Regions from separate parts of the Mus musculus genome. Here all the other regions are linked to region 2. A link is a contact called in public ChIA-PET and promoter capture Hi-C data. All regions are on one chromosome and are shown on one strand. The core of a region is the stretch at or near the end of the contact, and the rest is flanking DNA. Distances in the headings are between cores, read along the strand shown.

The links. Promoter capture Hi-C pulls out the DNA fragments that hold promoters and counts their contacts. ChIA-PET counts read pairs in DNA pulled down with a chosen protein or histone mark.
Region 1: a promoter capture Hi-C map of the HPC-7 cell line shows a contact between it and region 2, with 3 times the contacts expected there. The contact joins two enhancer-like sites. A contact is called at or near these places in 7 of 39 promoter capture datasets (the C10 cell line, the HPC-7 cell line, embryonic stem cells and 4 more), 1 of 15 datasets of contacts at CTCF or cohesin (the NIH/3T3 cell line), 9 of 484 Hi-C or Micro-C datasets (the Ba/F3 cell line, CD4 T cells, CD8 T cells and 5 more), 1 of 115 datasets of contacts at active chromatin or transcription factors (bone marrow-derived macrophages) and 2 of 9 other capture datasets (adipose tissue and liver).
Region 3: a contact with region 2 is called in an RNA polymerase II ChIA-PET map of memory CD8 T cells, with 38 read pairs. The contact joins the promoter of Pcyt1a here to the enhancer-like site in region 2. A contact is called at or near these places in 2 of 39 promoter capture datasets (the C10 cell line and neutrophils), 1 of 484 Hi-C or Micro-C datasets (nephron progenitors) and 7 of 115 datasets of contacts at active chromatin or transcription factors (the 230-238 cell line, bone marrow-derived macrophages, effector CD8 T cells and 3 more).

The regions. Positions count from the first base shown.
Region 1 is chr16:32,057,601-32,060,422 of GRCm38.p6, reverse strand. The region is part of intron 1 of Pak2 (p21 (RAC1) activated kinase 2); the gene reads left to right. Among named protein-coding and RNA genes, the nearest start is that of Gm26419, 6.9 kb to the left of the region's middle. Within about 2 kb of position 1,407, at least 109 of the 459 cell types and tissues checked have an H3K27ac peak or open chromatin away from gene starts, as enhancers often do. A contact at or near this core is called in CD8 T cells, the HPC-7 cell line, adipose tissue and 2 more, where this site is marked.
Region 2 is chr16:32,199,110-32,202,156 of GRCm38.p6, reverse strand. No RefSeq gene overlaps it. Among named protein-coding and RNA genes, the nearest start is that of Bex6, 21 kb to the right of the region's middle. Within about 2 kb of position 1,311, at least 110 of the 459 cell types and tissues checked have an H3K27ac peak or open chromatin away from gene starts, as enhancers often do. A contact at or near this core is called in the 230-238 cell line, CD8 T cells, the HPC-7 cell line and 5 more, where this site is marked.
Region 3 is chr16:32,429,460-32,432,341 of GRCm38.p6, reverse strand. It overlaps Pcyt1a (phosphate cytidylyltransferase 1, choline, alpha isoform), which reads right to left and starts at 1,421. Exons shown (of 9, transcript NM_009981.4): 1 at 1,311-1,421.

The DNA.
Region 1 (2,822 bases), core at 158-2,657, 140 kb after region 2:
TCTGCGTTCCTACACCTCTCTGCATCAAGTCTTTGCTTTGGAGCTTTGCCATCTTGGCCTGATGTTCTGACTGGCATACTCTGGTGAACACTTCCTTTCCAGTGTGGGAGCCTCTGACTCAGTGTATGGCCGCACCTGCAGGTAGTCGGGGCTCGTTCTCATCTGTACTTAAGCTCACAGAGGTTCGTAAGGTTTGGGATGCCATGGTGTCAGTGTAGAAAGAGATTGTTAGAGTTCTGGTCAGTGTTGTTATATTAGTAAGTTCCTGAAAACATAAAGTAAAATTTTGCATCATGAACCATGTTTTCTGGTAATGTGTTTTTCACTTCTGTGTCATAGCTGATCCCAGTAGATAATATAAATTCATTTCCACTAGTTAGACTGACTGAGTCCAGACACCACTTCCTTATTTCTGTCGTGTATTTAGCTACTTCTGGTCTTCTTCAGAACACAATTGAGGAATTGTGTTGAGGCTCATCACAGTTAAACAATGGGCCTCTTAGAGAGTACAGTGTGTTTTGGCACACTTTTTGTTTTGCCTACTTGTTTGTTACTGAAAAGTATCAAAAAGTGAAAGGATTGGAGAGAGGCACTACTTACTTTTTTTTTTTTCATACAGCATTTTTGAGTAGTGGTAAAACAATATAGGCTATATTATCATTTTATTATGAAGTGTGTTTGACTTGGTTTGGGGACAGGATTTCATGTATCTTAGGCTGTGTTCAATTATTTTTTTTCTTAAAGATTTATTTATTTATTTATTCATTCATTCATTTTTATGAATATGAGTATACTGTACTATATATACAGTATGTATACAGACAGTATGCTGTCTTCAGACACACCAGAAGAAGCCATCAGATCCCTCTTCACAGATGGCTGTGAGCCACTGTGTGGTTGCTGGGACTTTTTGAAGAGCAATTGGTGCTCTTAACTGTTGAGCCAGCTCTCCAGCCCTGTGTTCAACTCTTCATGCATCCAAGAATGACTTTGAAGTTCTTGCCTCCAACCTCTCTGTGGTAGGATGCATGCGCCCCTTGTCTGGTTTTGTACAGTGCTAGGGACTGACTACCACTAAGCAGGCACTCTTTACCAACTAAGCCTCATCTCCAGTCCTGTGAGTTGTTTTTGTGTCTATTGTACCTGTCTAAAATATAAGGTTAAAGAATTTTATTGGGACCTTACCAGGCACTTTTTAGGCACTTAACACTGTCTGTAGGAGCAGTGCACAAAAAGCTGCGTTGTGGGAAAGAGACTAAGGCCATAAGTCAGCAGTGAGGGGCAAGTACAAGCTTTTCAAAGGTAACCCTGTTAGTGTGACCTGCTTTATCTGTGTCTAGTGAACGGCTGGGTGAGAAAAGGACTGCTACATTCAGGAGGGATAGGCTTCACTGGGGAGCAGAGCATGGTCAACATGAGTCAGTCGGCAGTCCTGTCTAAGGTATGCACAGTCCTTGCCCTTTGGGCTGAGTGAACTTGGGGGAGAAAAGTGACGTAAGTTATTGACTAATTGTCACAGTTATAATTCAGTTCCGGAAGTCATCCAGCACACTGGATTAGTATAGAGAAAAGCATGAGGAATGTTGGTTTTCTAACATATAATTTAATATCAGAATTTATGTAAGGTAGGGATCTTCTACTGCTATACTCCACGGTTTTTATAAGGCTTGGGGTCTGGTACTAGGATTAGATCTGTGTCATGTTTTAGGTAAGTCTCTTACTTCTTGATACTCGCCTGTGAAATGTGGCAGGTAATGTGTGTCAAAGTAATGCCCCAGAGCAAGTAGCGAGTGTGAAGGAAAGAAGAGCTGCGGGACTCAGAGGGAAGTAAGAATGTTCTCATCTCTCGGTTCTCAGGTTATAGCTGCTTTTCTCCAAGTCCTAGAATTTGAGCTAACTTGAAGAAATAAAGTTTATTTTAAATTTTGTGTGGATTTAGTTGGCCTCATTTTTATTGTAGATAAAAGTTTTCTCACAAAAGATCAAGATTCAATTACCATTCAATACCTTGTTTACTGAGGAGTTGTTTGATTTTCTAACATACGTACTTTTACATCAGAATTTATGTAAAGTAGGGATCTTCTACCACTGTCCTCCACAGTTTTTATAAGATGGATGAGAGCTCAGATGGTCAGGGTAGCTGTCTCCAAGCCTCATGACCTGAGTCTGATCCTCAGGACCCACACAGAAAGGAGCAAATTCACTGTTTCAAGTTGTTTGCTGACCTAACATACTCCTTCATGTGCATCCTGAATGGATGGATGGATGGATAGATGGATGGATGGATGGATGGATGATTTAAAAGCAAAAATAGGTCTGGAGAGATGGTTTGGTGGGTAAAACACGCCAAGCTAGTGTCAGGGCCTTAGTTTGGATCCCCAAAACCCATGTAAAGCCAGATATAGTAGTACATATTCCTGGTGTTCCTATAACAAGAAGAGAGAGATGGAAACAGGAGAATTCCTCAGAAACTCATGAGCCAGATAGCCTGGCATGCACAGCGGTAAATGAGACCCTGGCTCAAAACATGGAAAGCAAGGGCTTATCCATGAAGTTACCATTTGACCTCCAAATGTGTGCTTACACATTCTCAAGAAGATTAAATAACAAAGACAAGGGGACTAGATAGCTTCTTCCAGAGGACAAAGTTCAGTTATTGGCACCTACATTAGGTGACTCACAGCCTCTAGTAACTCCAACTCCAGTGGATCAGATGTCTTCTTTTGGCTACCTCGAGCAACCCCACACAGGCAAAACTCACACAAGCACACACACATAATTTTTTTAAATATAAAAGACAAAATATATATCTATACATGAAT
Region 2 (3,047 bases), core at 62-2,561:
ATATTTACCTCCAACCACCTGGAAGGCAAGGGCTTCTGTTTCTCATGTCTCCATGCTTCTCATTCACTTGCTGGATCTTTGGTTGACAGGGTAGGAGGGCAAGGACTCTACCTGCAGTCAGGCATGTAGCATTGTACACACATGGATGCCACAGGGAAGTTGCCTGGGAACAGGACATGCGTAGTTGGGTATCAAAACAGAGGTAATGAAGAATTCTGCAAAGATCCCCGGAAAATGTGATTCTAGGACCTTCTGGTTTTTTTCACCAAAACCTACAGGCACAGCACCCTAAATAACCTTTCCACACCAATGTCACAGCAGAGGCTTTGTGGAGAATACGATCTCTCAAGAGAGTGCCTAAGTCACCAGTCTCTTGCATGATTTTACCTGCTGGATTTCAGGGAAGTCACTGGCCCTTTCTGAACCTCAGCCTCTGGTCTGTGAATGAATTGTAACAACACAGTCCCAACCCCTCACATGACTGAGGTACTAGACTAAGGCGCTAATGGAAGATGGTTTCATGTGTAACCATTTCTAGCTAGGCTGTTGTGGTACACGTCCCTATTTCCAGCACACTGGAGGTAGAGGCAGGCAGATTTCTGAGTTCTAGGCCAGCCTGGTCTACAGAATGAATTCCAGGACAGCCAGGGCTACACAGAGAGAATACGCCTCAGGGAGGAGAGAGGGAGGGAGACCTACTTTTAAAACTGGCTCTAGACTGAACCAAAGAGGGACGAGGGACACAGGTTTTAGACCGTTTCTGTAGGGCTCTGTAAAGCTGCCTCTGAACCACCCTGGGAGAATGCGACGGATCTGGGATATAGTCTGTTTACTTGCAATTTCCAGGGAGATTCCATATCGTCTTCTGGTAACGCAGATCGAAGCATGTTTTATAGTGCACATTTCCTTATCATTTGTTGTTTAGCTTTCTGGTGCAGTTGGAGCCTGGGAGTATTTTGAGGGTAAGAAAAGAAGCTATTCATCTTTATATCCTGTCCAGGACAACGGGGCCCTAGGGCCCCCGGCTTGTTGACCTGACTGTATTGTTCTTTCTTCTCTGGAACTCGGAAATAGGCTGGCCGGGGTTCTTTGTCCGCTTTACACGGTATATTTGCAGAGTTCAAAACAACCCTTGCTTTAATTAGGCTTGTGTTTTCTCTCCTGTTAAATTTAATTTCCCCGCTGTTATTGTATGGCCCGGGATGGGGCCGGAAGCGTTGACATCGAGGAAGGGAGCACCTGTTTCTGCTTCAGGGCCATTACTGTTCCCTGCAGAGCCTGGTGAGGCCCCCTCCCCCTCCCTCTGCTTCCTTATCAAGTGAAATCGGACACTGATGGAAATTGACAGAGGCAGGCAGAGAAGCTAGAGCCAGCCCTCCAGGGAAACCGGAAAGCAGAAGAGAACTCTGCGGGGACCCCCCTCCCCATCTGCCTCTCTTTTGGCATCTCCATTTCCTCACCACCTCTGGCTTCACTGTTTTCATCTGGGGGATGGCATCTGGGGTTACAAAGGGCTTTAGGGGTCGTGAAACCCTCCTCCTTGCTCCAGTGCACTCCGGACGATCCTTCTCCTCGGTGCAGTTGACATTTCCAGAGATGGGATTTTGCCGCTCCCCCTGAAGATCATTTGGCCTTGTGTTACCCTGTAGTCTGCCTGCAGTGGTCCCGTGGGACAGCTCTGGAGTCTCCTGTTTCTAGTTCACCCCCTGAGGAAGCCCCTTGAAAGCAAGAGTTTCTCCGAAACTTACAAACCGGAAGGGGAGTCAGGAAGGGGGGCTGTGCAGGAAGGAAATGAGAACAAAGATCTGAGGGCCCTTGTTATTAGACGCGTTCTCACGACCGGCCAGGAAGAACACCACAGACCAGAATCTTCTGCGGCAAAGCTTTATTCTTACATCTTCAGGAGCCAGGGTGCAGGAAGCAAGAGAGCAAGAAGCAAGAGAGAGAGAAAACGAAACCCCGTCCCTCTTAAGGAGCATTCTCCTTCGCCTCGGACGTGTCACTCCCTGATTGGCTGCAGCCCATCGGCCGAGTTGACGTCACGGGGAAGGCAGAGCACAAGTAGTCATAAGATACCCTTGGCACATGCGCAGATTATTTGTTTACCACTTAGAACACAGCTGTCAGCGCCATCTTGTAACGGCGAATGTGGGCGCGGCTCCCAACATCTCCCCCTATCCTTTTAATAAGAGCAAATAGGCCACCCATATTAATGAGAGTGGAGATAGAGGTCAAATCCCCAGTGTGTAGGTAAAGGAGCCATGTACAGGATTAGCTCTTAGGCTTACAGGCTTTTACCCAGAGCAACCCTGACCTGTTCCCGTGTCGTTTTGCCTGGGGGAAGGGAACTAGGACACTGAACCTTCATGAAAGATGACATGTCTCCCTAGAATAGGCTCATATATGCCGCAGAGCCTTTCCATTGCAGTGCTTAGCCTTGCAACTCTCTCGGGCTGCTGAAGCACACTCACTCTATCCCGTGCAATGAGACTAGCCTCGTGGGATATAAGAGCTGAGTGGCCAGCGACCTATTGCCTAAGCATAGATATATCAGGGGAAGCTCCATGTTCTAGTCCTGCAAGCGCCTGGGCAATAACCACCTTGTCTCTCCTAGTTTGGGCCTTAAGCTTACAGACCAATCAAAGAAGCAACACTAATCCACAGCAAAGTGTATCTCCAAATAATATTAATCCCACCCATTTTTTAAAGAAAGAAAATGCTGAGGAGATCCAATTGGGTAATCCTTTGGTCAGGGACAGGTCCAAGCGCGTGGAGTTGACCTGAAGTCTCAATTCCCGAAGGATCTGTTCAAATTCAGCCATCCAATTCTGTAACATATACTGAAAAAGACCTTTTGACAATTTAGCTGCCCTAGTAAATTTAACATACTGAATGGAAATAACACACAATCCCGGAAACTTTTGTTCACATCCCTGCTGAGTTATTTGTCATAATACATCTAGTTGTATCTGGACAAGATCTATGAGTTGATTAACCAGCATGAGACCTCCCTGTATCTTGACATTAGCTGAGGCCTGTTTATCTAT
Region 3 (2,882 bases), core at 172-2,671, 230 kb before region 2:
TAATCATAGAATCATTACAGAAAGAAAAACCTCAAATAATCCAAACCCACTACTTCTCAAACTAAAAAAGCAACAACAGCAAAAAGCTAGACATGGTGGCATGCACCTTTAATCTTGAGGCAGAGGCCAGGAGTCTCTGTGAGTTCAAGGCCACCCTGGTCTAGATGGTTCCAGGTCAGTGGCTATACATAGTGAGATCCTGTATTAATGCCTCAGAGCCAGCACTGGTGAGGCAGAAATAGGCAGATCTCTGAGTTCAAGGCCAGCCCGGTCTACAGAGGGAGTTCCAGGACAACCAGGGCTACATAGAGACACCTTGACTTGAAGAAACAAACTCACAAGCAAGAGCAAAGAAACAAAACCAAAACACTTTAAGTCCACCAAAATTTTTAAGCCCAACTGAAAATACTTGTCTCAGCCTCCTGGGTGTCTGAATTCTAGTTGTGTATCACCACACCCAGTTTTCAAACTTTAGCTCGTTTACTGCATACGTAGTAAGATGTAGGAAGCTAACTTTATAGCATCATTGCAAACACACCTGAAACCTATTTTATAAATCCTTACTATGTGAACACAGCGGGGATTTCTATTGTAGACCAGTTGTCTGTATTTAGTTAGTTGCCATCCAACTAAACTGTCTTCACAGCCCAATAGTAAACTGGGACTCAGAGTTGGGTGGCATAATCCAACTCTGAACTTTCCGCTTACTGACGAAGACACTAGCTCAGTGGTGAACTAAGTTTCTCACCCACGGAAGTTTGCCCGTAAAATTCAAACTCTGGTCTGGTCTCACACCAGTGCGGTTTCTTCGTAAGACCTGTGCCGGGTGGGTCCCTCGCTCATTCACTCACACTTTGTACACAAACACAAGTGCAAAGCACCACCCCCAATTCCTGATCTTACATTCTCCTCCAAGTCAGCCCTCAAAGTCGCTGCTTGTCGGTGAGCGCGCCCTCGCAGCCGCTGCTTCATGGTCCCTCGGATCAATCCCCTCAGTCACTATCCATCGATCAGTCAGTCCCCGGGTAGTCACTGCTGCATACTTACTCGGTCATGGTCCCGTCGCAGCCTCTGCCTCGTGCTCTCCGAGGTCAGAGTCCCTCGCATTTACTGCTCCGGGGGTCACAGACCCCTCACAAGCGGCCACCCCTGGGTCACAGTCCTCTTGGCTGTCATTGTACCTCGGTCACAGTAGCCTCCTGCTTCACACTTTCCCTAGCTGTCACTGGCCCACTCTTCAGTCGCAGCCCCCTCACGCTCCCAGCCCGCCTTTGTCCTCGCAAAGCACCCACTACCCGGAGTTTCCTTACCTCAACTCCTCCAGGCTCCGGTCCCCCTCGGATCCCTTCCCCGCGCCGCGTCACCGACTAGCGAAGTCAAATGGGTTGCGGGGAGACGCCCGGGAAACATCTGACCGGACTGCGGACCGGAAGTCCCGCCTCCCGCCCGCCCTCTTGTCAATGCCACCTCCGCATTCCTGAAAACCACAACCTGACAGAGTAGTTCCGCTTCCAGAGGGGCCGGGCGCGTGGGGTGACTGAGCCGAAGCGCTGGAGGCAGGCGCGGGGTCGGCGGGCTCGGAATTCCGGATGTGTGGCGCCTCCTGCCGCCGGTCTCCCGGCGTCCCCTGCGCCCGCTGCCCCTCGCCTTCTCCGCAGGGCTGGGGCTCCGATGTCCGACCTCCCCGAGGACTTCGAGCCCGCCGGCTCGGTCAGGCGAGCTCGGGTCTGAGCTCATCCTCTGTCTGCCAGTTATTCGGACCTGGGTTGACTCATCAGAAAACGAGCCTAGAAATCGACCCGGGAAGTAGTGGAGCAGGAGTAGAGGCGAGGGCAAAAATGCACAGACAAGGAGGCTGTAGTCTAGGGAACGAACTTCCTACGGTGAGCTTTTGGGGGATTTTGTTTGGCCGAGTCCCCCCCCCCCACACACACACACACACAACACACTTCTAAGATTTTGTGTGTCCACGGAGGCCATAAATGGGGTGACATGTCTTGGAGCTAGAGTTAACGGGCCTTTGTGAATACCTGGGTGCTGGGACCTGAACTCTAGTGGGTTTTGTTTTTTTTGGTTTTTTGGTTTTTTGTTTTTTGTTTTTTGTTTTTTTTTTTTTCGTTTTTTCGAGACAGGGTTTCTCTGTGTAGCCCTGGCTGTCCTGGAACTCACTCTGTAGACCAGGCTGGCCTCGAACTCAGAAATCCACCTGCCTGTGCCTCCCCAGTGCTGGGATTAAAGGCGTGCACCACCACTGCCGGGCTAATTCTAGTCTTAATTGAACAGTAAGTGCTTTTAACTCTTAACCACTGAACTCTCTCTCCAGACTTTTTGAGGGGAATTAAAAGTAACTATCAGACATGGCCTTTACTGTTGCCGAGACTGGCCTGGACCTTACTATTTGTCCCATGCCGGCCTTGAATTTGCAGTGGACCTCCTGCCTCAGACTCTAGAGTGCGGTCATTAGCCGCCACACCCTGTGCAATTCTGTAGCTGTAAGGCAAGTGGGAAGAAAACTCTACAGGAGAAAGATGGGGGGGGTGGGGGTAGACTTTTATGTATTTGTTTGCATTTTTTACTTGAAGATAACTGAGAGGAAAGAGGATGGGTGAACTTGTGCATCTGCTGAGGTGCTTCTAAGGAGAAAAATGATTAAAAGCTAGCACACACACTTAAGTTCAAATAGGTATTTGGACTTGGCAGATAAAATGCCCCCAAAAAAGGACTTCGTAGCTGGAGGAGACACCAAGGGCCTCTCTGGGGAAGATGGGCATCACAAAGGTAGTAGTTTAGACTGTAGCTAACATAGAAACCTAGGAATCTTTTTATGGTGGTGGTTATTTTCTAGACAGGGTGTCTCTGTATAGAGCAGGCTAATGTATAAT